Linked DNA regions of Mus musculus: region 1 is linked to region 2. A link is a contact called in public promoter capture Hi-C data. All regions are on one chromosome and are shown on one strand. Each heading gives the region's core, a stretch centred on a gene start, on an enhancer-like site or on the middle of the called end of the contact. The rest is flanking DNA. Distances are from core to core; before and after follow the strand shown.

Evidence for each region. Promoter capture Hi-C pulls out the DNA fragments that hold promoters and counts their contacts.
Region 1: a promoter capture Hi-C map of stem cell-derived epiblast-like cells shows a contact between it and region 2, with 5 times the contacts expected there. The contact joins the promoter of Slc9a5 here to the promoter of Cmtm3 in region 2. A contact is called at or near these places in 3 of 39 promoter capture datasets (hippocampal neurons, pre-B cells and stem cell-derived epiblast-like cells) and 1 of 115 datasets of contacts at active chromatin or transcription factors (extraembryonic endoderm stem cells).

What each region holds. Positions count from the first base shown.
Region 1 is chr8:105,345,657-105,349,728 of GRCm38.p6, forward strand. It overlaps Slc9a5 (solute carrier family 9 (sodium/hydrogen exchanger), member 5), which reads left to right and starts at 2,602. Exons shown (of 16, transcript NM_001081332.1): 1 at 2,602-3,916. The coding sequence starts at 3,721. It overlaps Fhod1 (formin homology 2 domain containing 1), which reads right to left and starts at 2,314. Exons shown (of 22, transcript NM_177699.4): 1 at 1,997-2,314. The coding sequence starts at 2,197. It overlaps Gm46049 (a long non-coding RNA gene), which reads left to right and starts at 114. Exons shown (of 4, transcript XR_003947441.1): 1 at 114-185; 2 at 539-718; 3 at 796-1,182; 4 at 1,419-2,000.
Region 2 is chr8:104,338,527-104,342,604 of GRCm38.p6, forward strand. It overlaps Cmtm3 (CKLF-like MARVEL transmembrane domain containing 3), which reads left to right and starts at 2,068. Exons shown (of 5, transcript NM_024217.3): 1 at 2,068-2,369. The coding sequence starts at 2,223.

The DNA of each region.
Region 1 (4,072 bases), core at 1,352-3,851, 1.0 Mb after region 2:
CTGATCTCCTCCTCCCACCATTCTTGGATGTCCCTGCCCCTGCCCTTTTTCTCAGTCCCTCTTCCTCCTGCCTTCTATTTTGAGTCTGTGGTCACAGTTTATATTTGGGATAAGCACATCACAGTGCATCTGACCATTCCTGGCAAAGCTATCGACTCCAGAGAGTTCTGGCTCTACACAGTGTGGTAACTTTATGCCCTTCCCAAAGCCGGGGTGGGGGGTGGGGGGTGGGGTAGAGGCAGTTCTCCCTGCAGCAGGTAGGAGATCCTAAAGATGGTCCTGTCAGATCAGGAAGTACAGAGCTGGGTGGGGCTCGGAGTGTCCTCAGTTACGGAGCAGAGAACAGGACACAGCACCTGGTTGGGGAGACAATTTTATATCCATTCATATTTCTACACACACACACACACACACACACACACACACACACACACACACCACGCACACTGAACTCAGGGGCCTTGTTGTACAGATAAAAACATGCAATGAGTTTTCTAAATGAAGAAGAGGTTCTGAATCTCGTTTTTGAACACGCCAGGCCTGGTCCCACTGTGAAGAAGGGTCTAGAGTAAGAGAAGTATCGTCTGCTCTCTAGCCTTATACATGCATGGATTTGTGATACTGGGGATCGAACCCAGGGCCTTGCACATACTAGGCAAAGTGCTACCGTCTCCGTCATCACCTTATTCCTGGCCACGGATTTTCATTAGTATTGCGGGTAAGTGGACTCAGTTCCACACCCCTTTCTCCCTGGTCTGTCTAAACAGTTGCAATTCTGCACCCTTTTCTCTGTAGTCCGTATACTAAATGCCAGGTGACCTCAGACTGGGCAAGCTTCCTCCAGACCCCTCTGAACAGAGCAGTAGAAGAACACAAAGTAGACTACGCAGAAAACTCTGGAGGTGGGCAGTATGCTGCATTCTTCCAGCTGTGGTCTTAAAGAGCTGGGGCTCTGCCTGGCCACTGGCCACTCCCCAGGCCAAGTTTCGCCGACCCCCTCCTGACTGCACTTGGAGGCAGGGCTGGCTGCAACGCGAGGAATGCAGTTTAGAGGCCTGGAGCCTAGGGCACATTCCAGGGGAGACCCCGGGGCTAAGGGCCATGTTTACGCAACCCCGCGCCCAATTGTGGCACCCCATCAACTCCCTCCCATCTCCCTCACAGCTCCCAGCTAACCCGCAGGTCAGGAACCCTGGGGGGTGGTAGTGTGTATGCCTCTGGGAGTCCTGGCCCGGAAAAAGCAAGCCGGAAAGGGATGCCTGCGGGGAGGTGGAGGGGAGGCCAGCAGGAGGGGAGGGGTGGTCCTGCTGGACATACGGAAAAATGCCTCTCTAACTGAGCAAAGTCGGCCTAGGAACGTCGGCAACTAGGGTAGGCCAGCGGTTTAAAATTAGACTGATCCACCCCCTCCCTTCCAGGCGTAGGCCACCAGCGGCGGGCCTAAGGGACCATGGGGGCGGTGACGCAAAGGGCTTTCCCACCCGGGCAGCCTCCCATGAGCGCACGGCCGCTTCCAAGGGACTCCTCTCATCCTGGCTGGGACTCCAGTCTTCAACAGCGCTGGAGAGACTGTATTCCAAGGACCCAACCCAGCCGGTAGCCTCGATCCCTTCTATGATTGCTCCCTAAACCCGCCCCTCTTTGGGGCCCCGCCCCCGACTACCTGGAGCAGGTGGAAGTCTGTCCCTTCCCAACTCCACTTCCCCAATCCGCTACAACCACAGCAGCAACCCTGGCAAAGAGGCAGCGAGGGGACTCCAAGCACCTCTTCAGGAGGGCCTAACTTTCAAGGGAAGCCCGAGTGGAACAAATCACAAACTCTCATTTGGCTTCTATACTGTCCCCTCAACTTGAGTCTCCCCCTGTAGGCAGAGGAGCATAGACCTTAGGACCCCGGCCGGAGACTTTTCTGGAGGCGAGCACCCGCCCGTGACGATCTCTCTCCTAGAAGCACTGTCTGTCCACCGCCCACCTCAACCTCCGCAGCGCCCCTCACCTTAAGAGGCGCCCCCAGGAGTCGGTGCAGAGCAGGGATCTGCGCACTCAGGGGCAGAGCCCCGTCCAGGCTGCAGGTGGGGGCCCGGCGTGGTTCCGGGAAGTTGGCACAAGCGAAAGGGTCGGTGTCTTCCAGGTACTGCACTCTCACAGTTACCACGGATACTGGGTCCCCATCCCCGCGCTCTTCCTCGCCCGCCATGGCTCTGCCACCGGCTACCGCTGGACGCCTCTTGTGTCCCCTGCAAATGCTGCAACTTCAACTCGACTAAACTTTGCTGTTAGGGCCGGGCCAGGCTGGGCCGGACGCTCGCGGCTCGAGGGGCGGAGCCAGATGAAGGTAGGACCAAGGAAGGGGGTGGAGCCAAGACTGAGCGGCGAGCGCGCGCTCGGGGTTAACCACCGCCGGAGGCGGCGCTTGGGCCAGCCACTCAGAGAGCTGGTGATCCCGTTAGTTCCATTGCTAGGAGGGCGGGAAAACCCGAGCTCCCGCTCCGCCTCAGAGCAGAGGGCGGGGAGACTTTCTTTAGATTTGGTATGGGCGAGGCTGCAGCGGATCTTTGTAAGGATTTTTAGGGCAGATGGGGGGGGGGGGGTAAATCTCTTCGGATAATCTGGGTAGCTGGGCCACTCTCAAGGGACGAGATGGGACTAATTGCTAGCTTGAAAGACAAATGAAAGCATTTCTCTCATTTGGGGAAAGCAGTAAGAAGAATCTCTTTCAATGTGGAATAAGAAGTGGAAATAGATTTTATATTTGAAAGAAGAGGTGGATTCAGTCCCCTTTAGCTGTGGGGGCAAAAAAAAAGAGGACGGGTGCTCTTTCTCGAAAAAGAATGGGATGAGTCACTGTGAGGAGGCAGGTAGCACATGTTTTTTCGGCTTGGGTGATGAATGAAAAGTGGAGACATTCTTCGGTTTGGGGCGAGATGAGTCAAATGCCCCAAGTTGTTCCTAATTTAAAGGGAATTCCATAAGGTCCTCTCAGATCCATGGAATAGGCAAACAGTTCCCTGTAGTTTGAAGGAAAGGGAAGGCGGCGCCTCTGGGCTCTGGAGAGATGAGGAATAGCCAGCTTTTCAGCCTGGAAAGAGCCGGGTCCGTCCCGGCCTTGAGGTTTCTGGGTACGTTGAGAGCACCGTTGTCCATTAGGCTTTCTGGGTGTGCCCAGTGCGCGTGCGCAGCTGTGGTCCGGTAGGGGGGTCCCAGGTTTTGGAGATCGTGCTGGAAGGCGGCAGCGCACCGCCCCCTGCGGTTTTCTCAGCTTAGCACTGGGACCCGCAGCCTGAGCACCTGGGACGGGTGGCCCGCTGCTGGGCGGTGTTCTGCAGTAGCTGCGCTTGTCTCTGCTTCCCGAGACCCCCGTCCTTCTTGGTGCTCCGGGACGCGGTGGCTGGTCACCTTTCTGAATCCGGAGGAGAGGCGGTTTAGGAGAGCACACTCGAAAGAGTGGGTTTCAGGACTCGAGGGGTTAGGAGGGTTATGCTGGGGAATTTCCGGAGATGAGATTAACCTAGAAGAGATGGAGGAGGGGATCCTAACTGCTAGGATCCTGGGCAGGGTCTCGGGGTCCGGACCTGGCCTGGGGGTATCGGAGCTCGGATTGGGGGGAGTGAGCCCCACGTGCCTGTGACGCGGGGGCGCCGGGTAGGCGGCGGCAGCGGCGGCGGCGGCGGCGGCAGCGACGCGGGGCCGGCGGCCGTGCAGTGCCCGGAGGACAGCAAGATGCTGAGCGCCGCACTGCTTCTTCTGCCCGGGTTGCCCCTGGCGGGGGCGGGGGCCACAGAAGAACCCACCCAGGAGTCCGGGCCGTTGGGTGAGCCTCCTCCAGGCTTGGCGCTCTTCCGCTGGCAGTGGCACGAGGTGGAGGCGCCCTACCTGGTGGCCCTGTGGATCCTGGTGGCCAGCTTAGCCAAAATCGGTGAGTGTGTGTGTGTGTGTGTGTGTGTGTGTGTGTGTGTGTGTGTGTGTGTGTGTGTTCGCGCGCCCGCACGCCAGGCTAGCGGCCCGCAGAGGACCCGCCCCCAAGCCCCTAGGTCTCCAGATTTGCGTCTTGCATTGTGCGGGGACTTAGGCT
Region 2 (4,078 bases), core at 818-3,317:
GACCAAGTAAGTTTAGTGGAAATCCCATGTGTTCCAAGTTCAATGATATATATTCTCAAGAAATAATATGGACAGTCACCCATAGTGAGAATTCTGGAATTTTGGTTTCCTTAGAAAACGCAGAAATAGTTCTAAGGATTTGTTTTTATTTTAATCCCAAGTGGTGGGATATGGGGGATGCTTCAGATTATCCTCAGCAGCTGACTGAGATTTGTCTCGTGCTCTGGCGGAGTATGATTTTGCTAGCTGCAGATAGTTTAGGCACTTGTGTGGCGTTTGGAATTCTGGGAACTTTTCAGAGGGTGTATAAATGCTAGGATCCCAAGAAGCAGGGTGGGCTGTTGATTGGTTGGTGTTGGCTGCAGTTGGTTAAATAGATATGAGCAAAGAAAAAATTAGTTATCTTGACAGCAAAGCTCAAACTTGCCCCAATCAGCAAGAAGGACTAATAATAATGTTGCCCCTTTCCAACCCCTGACTTTATTCTGGGATCTCTTTCCTTTCCTTTCTCCTTTCCTCTCTATCCATTTTTCTCTCTTATCTAGTGTTAGAGGGTTGAAAGTGTGGAAGGAAAGGTATGGAGAAGGGTGGAAGAAAGAAGAACCCACTAAGTAGCCAAAAACAGCTACAGTCACCTCTGGTCTCTATCAGCACCCAGACACAAGAAAATGCACACACACACACACACACACACACACACACACACACACACACACACACTGTTAGAAAGGACAGATGTACAAAGTCCCCGTGGCAAGAGGAAGCATCAATTTTCCTGAGGGTGCAGTGGGAGGGATCATGACTAGTGATCTTAGCGCATCCGGGTGACAAGGAAGAAAGCATTAGTCTCTTAAAGAGCCTCACGATAGTTAATGGGGCAGGAGTGCAGACTTAGTGGTATTAAGAGAGCATCCATGATGGGCTAGCCGTGGGGGAGAACAAGGATAATTCCAGATCTCTGGTTAGTCCAGCACAGAACGAACCCAAGCCTTGGGCAGCTAACGAAAGAGGCCAGGAAGGAGGATGGGCTGGCTGAGGCCTGACAGGAGCGTGGCCTGTAAAATAGAGGAAGATGGGCAAGCCAAGAACTAGCGGGAGGGTGGCCTGGGAAGTAGTAGGAAAACTCTGAGAGGAGCCAAGAAGGGGAAAGCACTCTGAAAGAACTGATCTCGCCTGGTTAGAGCCAAGCCTGGAGAGGACTTAGCGGAGATGGGGGTGGGGTATGGGGGCAGTGTCCCTGTCCTGGAGTTGTCTAGGCAGTAAGTTACTTCGAGCTTAAAGAGCAGAACCGCTGAGCAAGGACAGGTGGTCGCTTTAGGGGGCGCTCAGGGCAGATAAGTGGGTCTGTGTCAGTCAGGACGGGGGGGGGGGGGGGGGGGGTAAGGAGTCAAACGACAAAAGAAGACTCCAGGCCAGCCACACAGAGCAAACAGAGAGCTGGAGTGCGAGGGGACTGGGAGGATCTGGGTACAGAATCTGTGTCACCCCGGGACGTAGCAGAAATAGTGAGTGCGGGAGGTGGGGAGGTAGGTGCTAGAAGGCTGCATGGGAAGGGGTGCGAGAATGGGGCAGAAGATAGGTGGGGCAGGTAAAGGAGGTGGGGGGGGGCAGTAGAGGGGGTGAAGAATGAGAAGTGACCGGAGGATAGAGGGCCAAGGATAGTCGGAGGGGCAGTGTAGTGCAAAGATTCATGGGTGGGGAAGTGAGAAGAGCAGGGTCGGAGGGACTGTGGGGTGCGCCGGGGTTGGTGGGCGGGACAGGATCGAGGGGGAACTGAGAATGAAAGGACAAGGTGCAGGGAAGGATCCTAAGGCTAGTGAAGAGGCAGAGGAAGTAAGTGGAAATAGAGAAGACAGAGAGAGACAGACTGGACTACATCTGAGGGGCAATGAGGAGTGGTTGGAAGGATGGAGCAGGATATGGGCAGGACGTAGGCAGAGGGGGAGTGGGGGAGGAGGAGATGGGAGGATCCACAGGACGGATGGGTAAGGCAGCGTCCACGGAACACGGGGGCTGCGTAGAGAATGGTCGGAGGGAGGATGGGCGGGGCAGGGTTCGAGGGGCAGTTGTGGGTGGGGATGGGGGAGGTGGGCGGGACAGCGGAGGATGAGTCCCCGGCCTAGTCTAACTCCACTTTTTCTTCTTCCGCACAGCGGGTTTCCGCTTCCCTCCAGGGCGGTGGGTGAGGCAGTGAGGCCCAGGCTCGACCAGATAGCGCCGCTATGTGGCCCCCGGACGCAGAGCCAGAGCCCGATCCAGAGTCCGCGCATGGCCCCCGAAGTGGCAGGACAGTGCCGGGACTCCGAGCCCTGTTGCCCGCGCGCGCCTTCCTCTGCTCTCTCAAAGGCCGCCTCCTGCTGGCCGAGTCGGTGAGTGCGTGTGCTCCCCGGGTGCGTGAAGCCCGGTACCCGCGCCCCAGCCTGGGGCCTTGCACCTCCAGCCCAGGAGAATTTGGACCACCGCCCCCAAGCTTGCTACGACTTCTCTGTAGCGGAGCTCGAGTCAGAATCAGGCCCGAGCCGTGTTCTTCCCGGATTCTCCAGTCTGCGAGGCCCTCGAAAGGGACCAGAAGTCAAGGGTTTGGGGTCCTGGTCCCCGCTGGAGCCGCAGCTCGGCTGCTGTGTGACCTCGAGCGCCTCCGCCCTCTCTGAGTCCCCGGGACTGCTGCGCTCGCTAAGCTTCTTCTGGCCTCGCCCGCCCTGCACACCCTCCCACCTCCTAGGCTGAGACCTAGCCGCCTGTGTGGTGAAGATCCTACGGAGTGGGATGTGCCCCCGGGGAGTGGGTGAGGCAGGGGCCACGTAGTGAAGACACAGGCGGACCACTGTTTCAGGGTGGCGAGCCTGCGGGGTGACTTCATGCCCTCCTTCCCCCCTCCCGCGCTGTACTCCTTCCTCCTCCCTGCTTGTCCCCACCCGGATAGGAAGGTCTCCTTTGTCCTCCCAACACTCATCATCACGTGTGGGGCGGGAACTGGCATGGAGCCTATGGAGATGGGGAGAGGGGTGGGAGGAGGGACGGTGGAAGGAGGAAACAGACCATAGTGACAGCCACTTGTTGCTCAGATACCTAGCAACTTAATATCCGACCTGCTCCCACTTCGAGTTGGGGATAGGAGAGACAGTGTCTTTAACTGCTAGGAAACTTGGCAGGTGACTCATCCAGTGACCTTGAGGATATCCTTGAGGGCAAAAGGGGGGTTCTGCCCCAGGACCTCTCCGTTGTACCCCAGGACCTACTAAGGAGCATCAACCCTGAGGTCTCCGGTAGAACCTAATACTTTGTTCCTAAATGAGGTGCCAAGCGGACCTAGAGCCCATTTTCTGGCCGTTTCAGATCTCTGGAAGCCTCTGGGAGGCGTGGGGCGGGTCTTTGAATCTACTGGCCACTGGCTTCAGTCCTACCTGCCCAGTACCCCTTCATGGAAAAGGAGTGAGTGCCAACCAGAAGTCACAAGATGTCCTTGCCCTAGCTGGGTGCCAGAAAGACAGGCCTAAGAAAATATGAAGGGTAGTAAGCTCATAGGGTATAGGGGAGCCTCCCCCAGTCATTCCTCCCCCTTGGTCTCATGCAAGTAGGGAGTCTGACCTGGATAGAAAGCTGGAGGAAGAAGCAGCCACCAAGAACTGGGGAGTGAGAAAACAGGAGTGGGGGAGGGAGGAGGTTGGGGCAGGGGAGTGCCACCAGAACCAGACTTTTTCTTTTTTTTTTTTTTTCAAATTTATTTATTATATGTAAGTACACTGTAGCTGTCTTCAGCCAGGCCAGAAGAGGCGTCAGATCTCATTATAGATGGTTGTGAGCCACCATGTGGTTGCTGGGATTTGAACTCAGGACCTGGGGAAGAGCAGTCAGTGCTCTTGCCTGCTGAGCCATCTCGCCAGCCCAGAACCAGACTTTTTTGAGGGGAATGGGTACAGAAAAGAGGAGAGCCATACGAGCAGCCTTTGGCAAGGAAATACAGTAGGAGCTGATAGCAACCTCAAAACGCCTTTCTCTAAGCCTTAGTTTCCTGTTTGCCCAAAGGAAGCTCCTCTTCCCCCATGACTTGTTCAGTAAAAGAGATGGGAGTGGAGTT